2 separate regions of the Mus musculus genome follow, and region 1 is linked to region 2. A link is a contact called in public promoter capture Hi-C data. All regions are on one chromosome and are shown on one strand. Each heading gives the region's core, a stretch centred on a gene start, on an enhancer-like site or on the middle of the called end of the contact. The rest is flanking DNA. Distances are from core to core; before and after follow the strand shown.

Evidence for each region. Promoter capture Hi-C pulls out the DNA fragments that hold promoters and counts their contacts.
Region 1: a promoter capture Hi-C map of pre-B cells shows a contact between it and region 2, with 2.5 times the contacts expected there. The contact joins the promoter of Ccl26 here to the promoter of Abhd11 in region 2. A contact is called at or near these places in 2 of 39 promoter capture datasets (hippocampal neurons and pre-B cells) and 1 of 115 datasets of contacts at active chromatin or transcription factors (pancreatic cancer cells).

Annotation. Positions count from the first base shown.
Region 1 is chr5:135,562,311-135,565,063 of GRCm38.p6, reverse strand. It overlaps Ccl26 (chemokine (C-C motif) ligand 26), which reads left to right and starts at 1,495. Exons shown (of 3, transcript NM_001013412.2): 1 at 1,495-1,564; 2 at 1,653-1,767. The coding sequence starts at 1,495.
Region 2 is chr5:135,007,900-135,010,599 of GRCm38.p6, reverse strand. Abhd11 (abhydrolase domain containing 11) reads right to left here and starts at 1,301. Exons shown (of 6, transcript NM_145215.2): 1 at 761-1,301; 2 at 483-618. The coding sequence starts at 888.

The DNA.
Region 1 (2,753 bases), core at 246-2,745, 550 kb before region 2:
GTCCTATCTCAAAAACTAAAATGACTCCTTAGAGTTCTTGTTTCTAAATATAGGCACATTGAAGATTAATGCTCCAATACGTGAACTTAGGGGAAAGAGAACACACTTCAGTCTGTAACATGAGAGCCATAAGGAAGGGAACCTGGACAAATGAGCTAGTCTATTCCAGTCTCGTGACCATGACAACAGAAGAATTTTAGAAGGGTATCCATGGTAGCAGAAGTTCAAATGGCTAGCCAGACCTTGAGAAGCACCCCAGATGGAAGGGGGGTTCTGGATCGTCCATACAAATGTAACCAGATCCCAGCCAGCAACCTGGAGGGTATGGAGCAGAGACTTTAACCATAGGAGAAGCGGGCAGCTGAACAGGACCCAGAGGGGTTGAGATGAAGGATATGCTGGAGTGCGAGGCTCTGGGTTGGATCTCCTCCACCAAGACAGGAGAATGAAAGTCTTGGACAGAGCACTGTGCACGCATACTGAGAAGGTAGATTACAGCAGAAGCCTGATTATGGACACACCCCTTACATGGAGGGATCCTGGTGTTTCATAAAAGAAAGTCAACAATGACTAACCATGGAGGAAGACAGTCCTAGACAGAGCCATAGTGAAACACTGGACTCTGGGCACACGTGTAACCCTAGTTCTTGGGAGGGAGAAGCAGGGAGATTGCCGTTTAAAAGTCACCCTGAAAGGCAATGAGATCCTAGCTCAAAAATTCAAAGGCTGTACTGGAGAGATGGCTCAGCAGGCAACGGCACCTGCAGCCAAGCCAGATGACCCGAGTTCAATTTCCAAGACTCACAGGATGGGAAGAGAGAATAGACTCTTCAAATTGTCCTCTGACGCGTGCGCGCGCGCGCACACACACACACACACACACACACACACACACAGTCCTTACGCATGCTCACACATGCTGACCCCCCCAACCCCGACAACAAACACATAAATAAGTTATTTTTCAAATCAAATGCAGGGATGTGGTTTAGTGATAGAATGCTTGCCTAGAATTTGTCAGGGATGGACTGGGGCAGGGGTACAGTTACCCATCTAGCCCAGTAAGAGGCTGGTTAGCATGGCTCAATAACAGAGCACAGACTGAGCACCAGGCATCAGTGCATCTCTCTCTGCTTCCTGACTGGATGCAATGACATCAGCCGCCGCATACTTTGCCGCTGTGGACTTCTTATCATGAACTGTGCCCTCAAACCATGAGCCAAGACAGTCCCCTCTCTGTAAACTGCCTTTGTCAGCTGTTTCATTATGACAACAGGGAAAGTAATACAGAAACCGTCTATAAAATATAGGACATGAGCCAGGTGATGGTGGCACACACCTTTAATCCCAGCACTCAGGAAGCGCTTCATGTCCTCCTCTGACCTCTGCCTACTCATGCCCTCATGCACTCACAGAGTCATGCACCACACACAGACACACACACACACACACAGACACACAACTACTTTGTTTTCAACCTTAAGTTTCTCTAGAATGTTCTTCGATTTGGGTCTCCTTGTTCTCCTGGCCATCTTCCTCAGTGTCCAGCTTGGTGTTGCCACATGTATGTAGCTGGTTCTCCTTCCCCTTCCCCCTGAAGCTCCTCCTGTCTGACAAGACCATCCCACGGCCCTTCCTCTGCCTGTTTTTAGGTGGGAGCAGCATCGCTATGTCCTGCTGCCCTAATTTCAGCTACTATGTGATCCCATGGAGCTGGGTGTACAGCTATAAGTTCACCGACAAGAGCTGCACCAGTGACGGTGTGATGTGAGTGTTTCTCAGTCCAGCTTCATCGGCCACATCATTGAGCAAGGGACTGGTGGGTTGATGCCCTCAGTGACAGACTGGGCCTCAAGATGGGAATCTGGAAAGAGGGTATCTGTTTTACTGCTGGTCTCTAGGATAAAATGCATTGATGAAAGGATCATAAGGGAGAAATTCCAGGTTATAGTCTGTTCTAGTTTGCTTCCTGTTACTATGGTAAATACTATGCCCAAAAGCAACTTGAGGAGGAGAAGGTTATTTTGGGTCGCACTCCATCACTGAGGGAAGTCAGATCTCAAGGCAAAATTGGAAGAAGAGAACATTAAAGGATGCTGCTTACTGGGTTTGATCCTGTAGCATGGGCTCTGCTAGCATTCTTGTATAGTTCAGGCCTAGGGATGGTGCTGCCTAGAGTTGGCTGGGCCCGCCCACATCAATCATCAATGAAGACAAGTCTTCAGAGACATGGCCACGGGCCAGTCTTATTGAGGCAATTCTTTGAGGTTTTTTCAGATGACCCCAGTCTAGGTCTATATTGACAGCTAAGAAGACACAATCCACCATTGCTGGGGGAAGTCAACGTAGCAAGATCTTGAAGCAGCTAGTCATATTATATTCACAGTCAAGAGCACAGAACAATGAATTGATTCACTGCAATACAGCTCAGCTTGATTTCTCTACTCTTAGTTCAGAGTTCCCTACCTAAAGAATGGTGACGCTCATGGTGGGCAAGTCCACTTCAATTAATATACTCAAAATAGCCCTCACAGACATGTCCACAGGCCAACTGAATCTAGACAATTTTTTATCAAGATATCCTTTCCAGATTATTTTAGTTTTTTAAGTTTACAATTAAAAGTAACCACCACAGTAGGTAAGAGCCCAGTCTCTGCACAAATACATGTGCCTTTGGGGTAGTTAAGACTCTGACTTTCAAACTATATAGCAGGCCCTGCTCTAAAAGCTGGGTATAAAATTAAGAGTGCAGC
Region 2 (2,700 bases), core at 52-2,551:
AACTTCAGGTGCCAAGGAGAGAGGGCATGCAGACCAAAGGAGGATCAGAGTAGTCAGGGAGCAAATGGCTTAAATGGCTGGGTTAACAGGAAAGAGACGCTGGGGGACGGGAAGCCTCTGGACTGGAAAGGTTTATAGTAAGGGGTCGGGGGTAACAAGAGCAGAGAGCTGCCACTCGTACTGAGTAAGCCAGGAGGCTAGAGTGTGCTTTGGCATGCTAGTAGGTGCCACAAAATTGTCCCAAGTTTCTTTGGGACCTGACAAAGAGACCTGTTATGTCTCAGTAACATAAATGGACTAACTGTGGGGCATCTTACAGGACCAGGCCTCTTCATAGATGTTTTACGGTTTACTGGGCACTGAAACTTTCCATTTTCAGGTCACCAAGAGCCCAGACCTGAGTGATTGAAACTAGGTCCACTGCCCTCAGCCTTACCCCTTAGCCCCCGCCCACCCATGCACCGCCCCATCCGGAAGCTCACCCTCCGGCCAGTCCTCTGAACCATTGCCTTGGCGAGGGAGTTGAAGTTGGTTTTGCTGCCGAAGAGCCCATGCAAAAAGACGATGGCTGGGAGTGTCGCGTCTCCATCTAGAAGATTATAAGACAGCGGCAGCGGCCTGGAAGGTGGGGGCCACCATGGAGTAAGGGGGAGGAGAGAGTGAAAGAAAAAAGGGGCGAGGCCAAAGGAGAGGCGGGGCCAGCTAAGCCGCGTGCGAAGTGGACCAGTGGAGAACAACCCTCCCAGTGCCCTTGGCTGACCTCAGATCGGCGTTTTCTTGGCCACTACTGCGGCTGCTACAGAACGTGACAGGAACCGCCAAACGCCTGGGAGAGGAGGCACCGAGTACCCCACGGGGGACCCTCCACGCTCGCGCCCAGCGGAGCATGCCCACAGCCCGCAAAGTGTGCTTCCTAGGGCTGTCCTGCGCACGCTCCGCCTTTCAGAGCCCTGTCTATTCCAACTAGGGCTCCGCCTTTTCCCCCGCCCCCCCCCCATCGAGGCGCCACTTTAGGCCACGTGGTCTAATGTATTCCCGGAGTCAGTTCAGCCCCCTCCCAAAGCAGAAGCTTCTTGGACGCAGCCGCTAGACGACCCCAGCCCTTGCACGTTACACATTTCCTGCAGCCACTTTGAGCCTGGTCTGTAGGACTAGCTGGCTTGGTAACAGGCTGGGCGTAGCCATACAGCGCTAGCCCTGCCCCCTTGCGCCACTACGCAATTCCTACAGACGCTGTGAGCCGCTTAGAGACCAGTTCCCGACCAGGACCAGGGAAGCGCTACGTGGGACTGGTCCCTCCTCTGGGACAATATACAATCCCCTTTAGATCTGTGAGCCCCTGCCACGCCCTGGACGGGGTCACCAACTGGCTTGTTCTTCGCACCGTCACTCAACCGTCGTAGCCACTGCCAGGCACCCGGACGTAGGCTTCTTAGCCACACCTTGCGGAGCCACCGGGGACTCTGGGACCGCCTCCTGCATCATTACGTAATTCCCACTTTGCATGCATCTGCGAGTTCAGTTCCTTGGCCACGCCCTATCGTAGGCGGGGCTGTAAGAGGCCCTTGCACGGTTTCGCAACATTTTAAACTGCTCTAGCTCCCGGAATTGGACTCCTTGACCACGCCTTGGGCGGAGCTACCCGATTGTGGCACCGGCTTTTGCGCCATTACGTAATCCTGCCGGGTTCTGTGCACACTTCCCTGAACCCCTTGACAACGTCGTAGGCCACGCCTCTTCTTTTAAGAGCTTCTTAGTCTTCTAGTGTTTCCCTACTGGCGATCAGAGGTCCTCAGTTCGAGGCGCAAGTGTGGGGCGTGTCCCTAGCAAACTGAGAAGTCCTTTCTCGGCTGGCGAGCGGACCCCACCTGGCCTGCTCCTCTGTCCTCAGGCACCGCCCTGGGTGGGTACCATGCTCTCTGTGCCTCCGGCATGGTCAGGAGGCGCCAGGAGTGATTCTTGTTCCAGCTCCCGCCAGCTCTCTGGCGCCTTGCTCCGTAGTTGGGAGCCCTGTCAGGCTCCCCAGAGCACGAGTGCTTTGTCTCTCTGTCTCCTCACAGGAAACACCTAGGAGGAAGGGGCTTTCGCTCGATCTCCTCACTTAATCGATTAACTGAGGTGCAGAAAGGGCAAAGGATTGGGCCAACAGGCAGAACCAGAGTCTTAGTCCAGTCTTCCGTTCCTGGTCCAGGTCAATTTGAAAAACCAGGATTAAACCCTTAGCCAGGGATTTGTACTGTAGTTACCTGCACTGAATAGAGATGGCTCCGGGCCAGGTGTAGTGGCTACAATTTTAATCCCACACATTGGTGGCAGAGGCAAGCGGTTCTCTATGAGTTCAAGGCCAGCCTTGTATATAAGAGTCCAAGAACATCTAGAAATGCATAGAAAAACTCTGTCTCAAAAAAGAAAAAAGGAAGGAAGAAAGAGCCCTCATTAACAACCCGCCATTAGCAGAGAGTGGCAACCCTCTGCCCAGACTGCACCGCATTCTGCACCCATTTCCCCCAGAAAGCCTGCCCCCTGCTGTCTCCCCTCATAGTCTAGGGAAAGTCCCCGCAGCCCTCTTCTGCTGCGGTCCATCCTTTAGCAGTTCCGGAGCTGGTTTGGTCATAGCAAACACATCTGCTGGGGCGCCTTCAGGACTCCTTGTTACTGAAGTAGCACTTCAAACCCTCCAGAGTCCTTCCCAGCATCCTC